2 separate regions of the Macaca mulatta genome follow, and region 2 is linked to region 1. Evidence: chromatin contacts called from public Hi-C data. All regions are on one chromosome and are shown on one strand. The core of a region is the stretch at or near the end of the contact, and the rest is flanking DNA. Distances in the headings are between cores, read along the strand shown. Region 1 holds the start of PMF1 (polyamine modulated factor 1). Region 2 holds the start of MEX3A (mex-3 RNA binding family member A).

Region 1 (4,230 bases), core at 948-3,447:
TGGCTCATGCCTGTAATCCCAGCACTTTGGGAGGCAGACGTGAGTGGATCGCTTGAGCTCAGGAGTTTGAGACCAGCCTGGCCAACATGGTGAAACCCTGTGTCTGCTAAAAATACAAAAATTAGCTGGCCGTGGTAGCAGGCACTGGGAGGCTGAGGGAGGAGAATCACTTGAACCGGGAGGTGGAGGCTGCAGTGAGCTGAGATGGAGCCACTGCACTCCAGCCTGGGCAACAGAGCTAGACGCTGCCTCAAAATAACAATAATAATAATAATTATTATTATTATTATTATTTGGTTCTTTCTCATCCTTCAAGATTCAGCTGAAATGTCACTTCTCAGAATGGGCGTCCCAACCAAACTATCTAGTGGTATCATTACCTGTTCACATCTTTTTTTTTTTCTTTTTTAGAGGCATGGTCTTGCAATGTCACCTAGGCTGGAGTGCAATGGGGCTATTATTACTCACTGAAGCCTCAAACTTCCAGGGTCAAATGATCCTCTTGCCTCAGCCTCCCAAAGCACTGGGATTACAGGCATGAGTCACTATGCCTGGCCTTATCATCTTACCAGGCTATGCGATGATGTTGTTGGTGTCTCCACCCATTGAATGCAAGCTCCAAAAAGACAAGAGGCCTTGTCTGCCTCATGGTATCCCCAGCACCTGACACAGAAAAGGCACTCAAATATTTGATGAGTCATGAGTGAAAAGAGAGATCATTAATTATGTGTAGGAAAGGTAAAGTGCTGAACCCAGGAGGAATGGACTGGGAATAAATGAGAGTCCTGATGAAGCCAAAGACCAGAGAAGTGGGGACAGAGAGGGCTAGAGGAGGAGAGGCTGTGGTCAGGGCCCCGAACTCCCAGGAGCGTTTCAACCCTGATGTGCAGGGGTGGTGGGATCATGGGCAAAACTCTTGAATCATATACACTGTATAAAAGTCAGGGCCGGGCGCAGTGGCTCACGCCTGTAATCCTGGTACTTTGGGAGGCCAAGGCGGGTGGATCACAAGGTCAGGAGTTCGAGACCAGCCTGGCCAACATGGTGAAACTCTGTCTCTACCAGTAAAGATACAAAAACTTGGCAGGGCGTGGTCGTGGGCGCCTGTAATCCCAGCTACTTGGGAAGCTGAGGCAGGGGAATAATTTGAACCCGGGAGGCGGAGGTTGCAATGAGCCGAGATCGCACCATTGCACTCCAGGCTGGGCGACAGGGCGAGACTCCGTCTCAAAAAATAAAAATAAAAATAAATAAAATAAAAGTCGAGACAGGAAAAATGTTTCTTTTCATGTTAACACATTTAGTCCTGGCAATCTCCCAGTGAAGAAGATATTCTCATAATAGCTAACAAATATTTCTATGTGGCAGGTCTTGTCCTAGGCGCCTTAGGTGTATTTACTCATATCAAAACGACCCTATGAGAAAGGTACTATTGTTGCCATTTGACTGATAAGGAGCCGAAGTGGGACAGGGGGCTTACGTCTTGCTCACATAGTGGTGGGCCGCGACTTAAACCCTGATCTGTAGACGGGCGCGGTAGCCCGAGCCTGTAGTCCCGGCTACTTGGGAAGCTGTGGCGGGAAGATCGCTTGAGCCCAGGAGTTCGAGACTGCAGTGATCACGCCACTGCACTCCAGCCTGGGCGACAGCGCAAGGCCCTATCTCAAAGATTAAAAAAAAACAAACTCTGCTCTAATTTGCAATAGCTCTATCTTTCCTCCCAGCCATCTGAAGTTTTAGTGAAAACGGGGCTTCCTGGAGGAAGGAGTAGCTAGCTATCCCGGTCCGCTACAGATTATCAGTGCGTGAATACCCTGAGTCCTTCGGCTCAGAATTTGACTGGGTCGCCTGGTCCGACTGCCCCGCCCCCGCCCCCGCCCCGCCCCCGCCCCCGCCCCCGCCCCCGCCCCCGCCCTGGGCCTACGTGACCGCGCGCCGGCCTGCGGCCGTCCTGATCTCGCGGGATTTGAGCTTCCGTGCGGACAAACCCTCCCACCGCGGCTCCCTCCGCTTTACCTGCCGGCGGCGACCAGCTTCTGAAGAAAAGTGTCCACCATGGTGTCGAGGAGCTTCACCCTCGAAATGGTAGTGCCGGGTGGCACAGACTGTGGAGACGACCTCTCATGCCTTTTTTCCTCACAGCCGCCGCCTAGATTGGCGCTACTTGCTTCGGCCATGTTGAAGTTGAACCGCCAAATGTAACTGGCCCGGCCTCCCCGCCCGCCGGAGCTCCCGATTGGCCGCTCCCGCGACGGGCGCCTCCGATTGGAAGCGGTAGAACGTCTGTCACCGAGCAGGGCGGGGGCGGGAAAGTCATCGGAGGCTGAGGGTCGCAGAAAGGCGAGGCTTCGCGCGGTGGGATGTCCGCGACCCGAAAAATATGCGCAAGCGAAAGCTCGGGAGCTCAATAAAAACTTTTAATTACACTTCAGAGACTTCGTACAGTGCAACAGTGAATATTCACTGTTAATATTCACAAGAGTCCATTTCATCAAACGTTCAGAGTCTGCCTTTTCATTCTCAATGCTCCAATCAGGTTTCCCGTCTTGGCCAGTCTCCCAGAGGTTTCTTTTAGCTTTGGTTACCGACCAAAACTCCAGTTTAGGGAGAATGGAAGTCCACAGTCCCATTCCCCACCAAAACATATTTCAGTCAAACCCAATCCCAGTCCCTAAAGAATTAGGAAAGTATGGGCCAAGGGTCCCTTTAATTATACACACATCACCCTTAAAACTGCGTGTGTGTACGAGAAACAAAGAATAAAACACAAGAGGGGCTGTAAAATACTGCACAAGACAACAAAACAGAAGGAAAGTCTTGGGGGAGAAACACTAAGACGCGAGTGGCAGGATCCTACCTCCCGTCCGTGACACTTTCCCCACTGTGCCATGGTGGGGAAGGACTGAAGTCTCTAGGGTCTCTAGAGGTCTTGCTAGGATGAGCTTAAAGACATGGTGGGGGAGGGGGCCCCACTGCTTCCATTATATTTGTGGTTCTCAGAGTAAAGCGGTGAGGAGGGGCAGGAAGATTCAGAATGACTGGTGGGTCCAACCCTTTGGATGTGAACATTCCTGGATAGAAACTGGAGGACTCTCTTGACAAAGTGCAGGAAGGGATTAACAAAAATAAAATCAAGTGAAAGGGAAAAACCCTCAATGAGATCAAGATGGACAGTGGTGGTGGGGAAGGTAGAGAATGGTTTTCACAACCTGTTCTGGCCAGGGTGGAAGAATGTGCAGCAGCCATGAAGAAATATCAAGGCTTCAGGTAGCTAGCACCTTTCAAATTGGCACCATGGCCTTTCCCAGGGGGTGGGACCAATAGAGTTTGGAGGATCATCCAGGTCAAACGTCTCAGGTAGAAATGCAGGGTTTGACATGCCTTCTCTATTTGCTGCACCTCTCTACCTGCAACACAGGCTCGGGGGGAGTAGCAGTAGGGAGGATGAGGCAGGGAAGAAGGAGCACTCCTCTTCTAGCTCCTGAGAGCATCAGATAATTTTGGCAGTATCAGGCTGGTAAATGCAGTGGTCCTTGTATTGGGTGACTTTCTGAACTGCTCTTTATGTTCTTCCAGTATCCCTCCACAGGGTAACATGACTGGGATGACTACGCATCCAGTGATGTGGATCTTAGAGATCGCCATAGTGAGACAACACTTGTTGCCATAAGTCTGAGTGATTGGGGTATTTATGTGTATGTTATGGCCGCCTGGGGCAGAGAATCTCCTCACTGCCCTCTCCTAGGTTTGGCTCTGCTGGCCTGGGTAGATGTGCTGGGGAACACATGCCCTCTTGTTGCCTTCTAGATCAACTACTTTCTCAACCTGACTTCTCAAGGCAGTGCTCCAAGTCCAGTGCACCCAAGACAGCCTGATCCACTTAGAACTGTGCCCACCACGGGAGTCCTCTGGGCCAGGGGATGCCCCAGCTTAGACTCTCCTGGGGCTCCTGAGACTGAAGGGACAGGGAACTAGAATTGAGGAAAAAGTCACATTACATTTTTCTACCTGTCTTAGGAAGGGGGTGAGCTCTGACAGCAGGATTGGCGCTTTAGCAGGACTAATAGCCTGGTTCATAGATGTTAATACACACACGCACACACACACACACAAAATAAAAGTATCAACATTTCTCCCCAACCTAATAACCCCTCCAAAGAGAGGACGAGTGCTCTGGAGAACCAGAGATTTTTTGCTGCTCCTGCTCCCTGTGCAAATAAGTGCCTGGCA
Region 2 (4,458 bases), core at 1,728-4,227, 130 kb after region 1:
ATAAGGCAGAGAGTGGGGAGTGTTGTTTAAGTAAGACCTTCTGCTCTCATTGCCATAATTCTGGATTAGGCAGGTGGGGAAAAGGAGAGCCTGTAGACAGAAATCTAGCTTCTCAGTTGAGGGAGGGGGCCTCCTGAACAAAGGAGGCCACCAGCCTCCGGGAGACAGCGAAGGACTCGTAAAAAACGCTCTGAGAATCCAGCTCCTCAAGGTGCCTACTCTGGGCCTCCTCTGCACCTGGGCACTCTCCCACATGATCTGCAGCACACACTCTCATATGTACACCATGCCACACACCTAACTGCATTCACACACATATCCTTCACCCTCCAGGTGCCAGGCTCACATCTGCTGTGAAGGAAATTTGTCTGGAGTCCCAGTGGGACCCTGAGGGTGGACATTAACTTACCCAGAGGACTGATTCATTCTTGTTGGTGGATCAGGGATGAAGTGGGTCCAGTAGGGACCCTGCCTCGCCCGCCCCACCTTTCAGTCAGCCCCTTCCCCATTCAGCAGCTGACCCCCTCCCCACTCATACATATTTGTTTCTGCCCTTTGTTTTCCTCCCTGGCCAAATCCCCAAGGCTTCTTTGGTGATTAACCTCCTGCTTTAATTAGCTTAGTGGGGAGGAAAGCAGAGGCAGGGCAAGTTCAGGGTGGGAGTCTGGGGGGAATCTCATTTCAGTGGGGACAGGAAGGCTCAGCCCAGCTGGTGGCCCCACAAAAATGCCTAGCACACAGTAAGTCCTATGCAACTGTTTGCTATTTCTATTAATGTGAAAGAGAGTCACGTGGTCCACAAAGCAAAAACTTTCTCCCAAAGAGACCCCATGGTCCCCAGTACCACAGTCTCTGCAATCCAGGTTCCTGGGACAGAAGGACGGGACAAGAGGCAGAAACAGACCACTCTCTAGGACCTTGTCTCTCCAATTCTTCCTCTTTCACTCTTGCTTGGTGGAAGTAGCATCAAATCCCACAATAAGGTTTACTGTTGATCTTATGTTAAATCCCCAGTCCAGGGGGCAAACTTCCCCAACTCCAGGGCCCTCCCGGGTTCCTCAGTCAAGGTTCTCCTTCCCTGGATCTTCTGCCTAGCAAAGGAAAAAAAGCCCTGCAATGTGCCAACTCCGCTCCCCCCGCCCCCACAAACCCACCCCTTCTGAGATCCTCAGCTCAGGTTCCAGCACTCCCATTAGTGTGCAAACTCACTCTTTCCAAGGAACAGTTTAGGGAACTGGGCTAAACAGCTCAGCCCTCAAGGCCCCACATTGCTAAGTCTGTGAAGTCAATTCATCTGTTCCCTTGCCTCTCAGCAGGACTTTACCTTACAAACTAGTTCAGATTTTTGTTTTTCAAGTCACTCTAGAAAAGGACACCTTACCACTGTGGCTCACCCACCCACTGTTATAAAACTCTTTATGGAAGTTCTTCTTAAAGTCTGACCTCGAGCCCTCAAGCTGCAGTGCCATCCCTTCTTCCCTTGGGAAAGATCCAGACACAAAAAGGGTGATATAAAATAAATGCAGAAGATACGGGGTAAAGGGAGAAGAAAAAATTGCATTACACTCCACCTTCCTGAAACTCTAAAAGTGCCTAATTCTCCAAGCCTTAGAAACTTCATTCTCACCGAATTTCCGGAGTCAAACGGGAGTGAATGGTTCTGTGTGTGTGTGTAGGCGGAGGCCGGAGTCTCACTGGAATGCAGTGGCAGGATCTAGGCTCACTGCAACCTCCGCCTCCCGGGTTCAACCAATTCTCCTGTCTCAGCCTCCTGAGTAGCTGGGACTACAGGCGCCTGCCACCATGCTCGTCTAGTTTTTGTATTTTTAGTGGAGACGGGGTTTCACCTTATTGGTCAGGTTGGTCTCGAACTCCTGACCTCAGGTGATCCACCTGCCTCTGCCTCCCAAGGTGCTGGGGTTACAGGCGTGAGCCACCGCGCCCGGCCCTGAATAGGTTTTCAGTGGGAGAGGGGTGGAGGAAACAGAGTGGAAATTACGATGAGTGCTAAAGAACAGATCACCCCAAGCTGTATTCACAGCCCAGGCCTGAAGGAAGTCTGGGTTCCCAGTCCATCCTGGTCTCTCCTCCCTCCTTCTGTCACACCCAAAGCTCAAGGCCCTCACCCCAAACGGTTAAGTCACCCCAGGCCTTTAAGACTTTTCCTGCCTCCCCACTCTCCGTCCGACTCCCACTTCTATCCCTCCACTCTGTCAACCTCCGCACCTCATCACTCCACCGCCCTCCCGACCCCCTCCACCGAGCAGAAGGACGTGAACTAACTCACCTCCCAGTCGGTGCCTCTGAGATCTCCGAGACTGGGGGGGGCGGGGGACGGACGAGGGGAGATGGCTTGCTGCTTAGGGATGAGGGGACCCCATCCTTTGCCAGGGGGTTGCAGCCCCAGCCTGGCACCCCTTCCTGGCCCCCACAATGCGCAGAGCCCAGCTCTCCCCCCATCGCTGCTGCGGGCTTTGTCTTCTCGGCCGAGAACCTTTCCCCGCGGCCGGGCTCCGGGATCGACTCTGGGAGAGCGGGAGGGGGAAGCGGAGAGGGAGCGCGGCAGGGAGGGGGGAGAGGGGAGCGGGAGAAAGCCGCAGTGAGCGAGCGGGGACAGCTCCCCGCCCCCCCCCCTCATTTCCATAAAAAAGCGGGCCCCCAGGACTGGCCGGCGCGGGGAAGGAGCGGGTCCTGGGAGGGGGCGCGCGGCGTTAGCCAGCTTCAAAGCCGCTCCGTTTCCGCATACTACCCCTTCTCCCCTCACCCTCCCCTTACAAAATTAGGGACCTCGACTTCCATCCCACCCCTAGCTTGCCCGGGAGCTGCGAGGAAAGACCGAAGGGCACTATCCTCGGGTCAAGGAATTTGTCCCCGCGCCCCCAAGGGCGGGAAACTACAACTCCCGGCATGCCCCGGGCGCCCCCGGCGCGCCCCCCTCCCGTCAGTTCCATGCTGCTCCATCCAGTTCATTTAAAACAAAAGAGTTTGAGCGCTGGAAGGGGCTGGGCTCTATTGGGGGCCACTGAGCGCCGCTCCCGGACTGGGGCTCGGTGCGGGAGCCTAACGGGGGCGCCTGGACGGCGGGGGCTAGAGACTCCCAGGTCCGAGGCGGGAGGGGTGGGGGCAGAGATCCTGCAGCCCCCCGCCCCCCGTCACCCCCGGAGAGGAGAGGAGATCTGCTTTCTTGGTTTTGCTTCTCTTTCCCCCCACCCCCACCCCGGGGGCTGGGGCGAGGGGAGTCGGGTTACAGGGTGTTTGGGGAGGGGGGCTTAGGGGGAGGGTCTATCTTTCTATCTCGCTTTCTTCCCCCCTCCCCAGTTCTTTGTTCCCCCCTCCCCACACACCCCCTCCTCTCCTCTCCCCTCCCCTCCTCTCTCCTCTTTTCCCTTCCACCACCTCTCTCTCTCTCTCTCCCTCTCTCTCTCCCCCAGCTTTTGTTTCGCCATGCCTAGTCTAGTGGTATCTGGAATAATGGAAAGAAATGGGGGCTTTGGAGAACTAGGATGTTTCGGGGGAAGCGCTAAGGACCGAGGGCTGCTGGAAGACGAGCGCGCCCTTCAGCTGGCTCTCGATCAACTCTGCCTCCTGGGTTTGGGGGAGCCCCCCGCCCCCACGGCGGGCGAGGACGGGGGAGGTGGGGGGGGCGGCGCCCCCGCGCAGCCGGCCGCCCCCCCGCAGCCGGCCCCGCCGCCGCCGCCCGCGGCGCCCCCGGCCGCCCCGACGGCGGCCCCCGCGGCGCAGACGCCCCAGCCCCCCACCGCCCCCAAAGGGGCGAGCGACGCCAAGCTCTGCGCTCTCTACAAAGAGGCCGAGCTGCGCCTGAAGGGCAGCAGCAACACCACGGAGTGTGTTCCGGTGCCCACCTCCGAGCACGTGGCCGAGATCGTGGGCAGGCAAGGTAAGCGGGGCGCCGGGACCACTGAGAGGGACTGTAGTGGGGGCACTCCGTCCCTAGCGCGGAAAGTTCATTTCTTCCCTTCTTGCCCGCCTCCGGCTCTGTCCCTTCCCCACAAAGAGAGACCCGCCCCCTACCCTGATTTCCAAGTGCCACAAAGTTCCCAGCTACCCCTAGTCGGGACGGTTCTCCAGATCTTTCCTCCCCCAGAGCTCTGCCCTTAAACAAAGAAATATCCTCGCACTGGAAGAGGGAAAGGGGAGGGGATCGGTCTCCCAATCCAGGGAGGCTGTCCGGAGGGGGTGTCCACTCCTAACCAGAAAAACTGACGGAATGTGCAAAGAGTTACTCAGAAGCCTGTACTCTGATATCTGCTCCTACGTTGGGGAGGGGGCACCCCTGGGGCCCCCAGCCGCCTGGAGTTACAGACTTTGGGGGAGACCTGGCCCTCGAAGCCAGACTGAGTATCTGTCTCTTTGTTGGGCTGAGTGTAGGAATGGAAGGGGGTGTGGCCCAGGGGAGGGTCCCAGCCTGGGGAAGAGGCGGTGAGGGGGGCTGCTGAG

Evidence for each region. A called contact is a pair of places that touch in the nucleus more often than the background predicts.
Region 2: a contact with region 1 is called in a Hi-C map of fetal cortex germinal zone, with 2.3 times the contacts expected there. The contact joins the promoter of MEX3A here to the promoter of PMF1 in region 1. A contact is called at or near these places in 5 of 14 Hi-C or Micro-C datasets (CD4 T cells, cortical neurons, fetal cortex germinal zone and 2 more).

What each region holds. Positions count from the first base shown.
Region 1 is chr1:110,720,504-110,724,733 of T2T-MMU8v2.0, forward strand. It overlaps PMF1 (polyamine modulated factor 1), which reads right to left and starts at 2,198. Exons shown (of 3, transcript XM_077944989.1): 1 at 2,017-2,198. The coding sequence starts at 2,177. It overlaps SLC25A44 (solute carrier family 25 member 44), which reads right to left. Exons shown (of 4, transcript NM_001260572.2): 4 at 2,398-4,230.
Region 2 is chr1:110,850,637-110,855,094 of T2T-MMU8v2.0, forward strand. MEX3A (mex-3 RNA binding family member A) reads left to right here and starts at 2,978. Exons shown (of 2, transcript XM_015111858.3): 1 at 2,978-3,898. The coding sequence starts at 3,445. It also overlaps a transcript of LMNA not described here.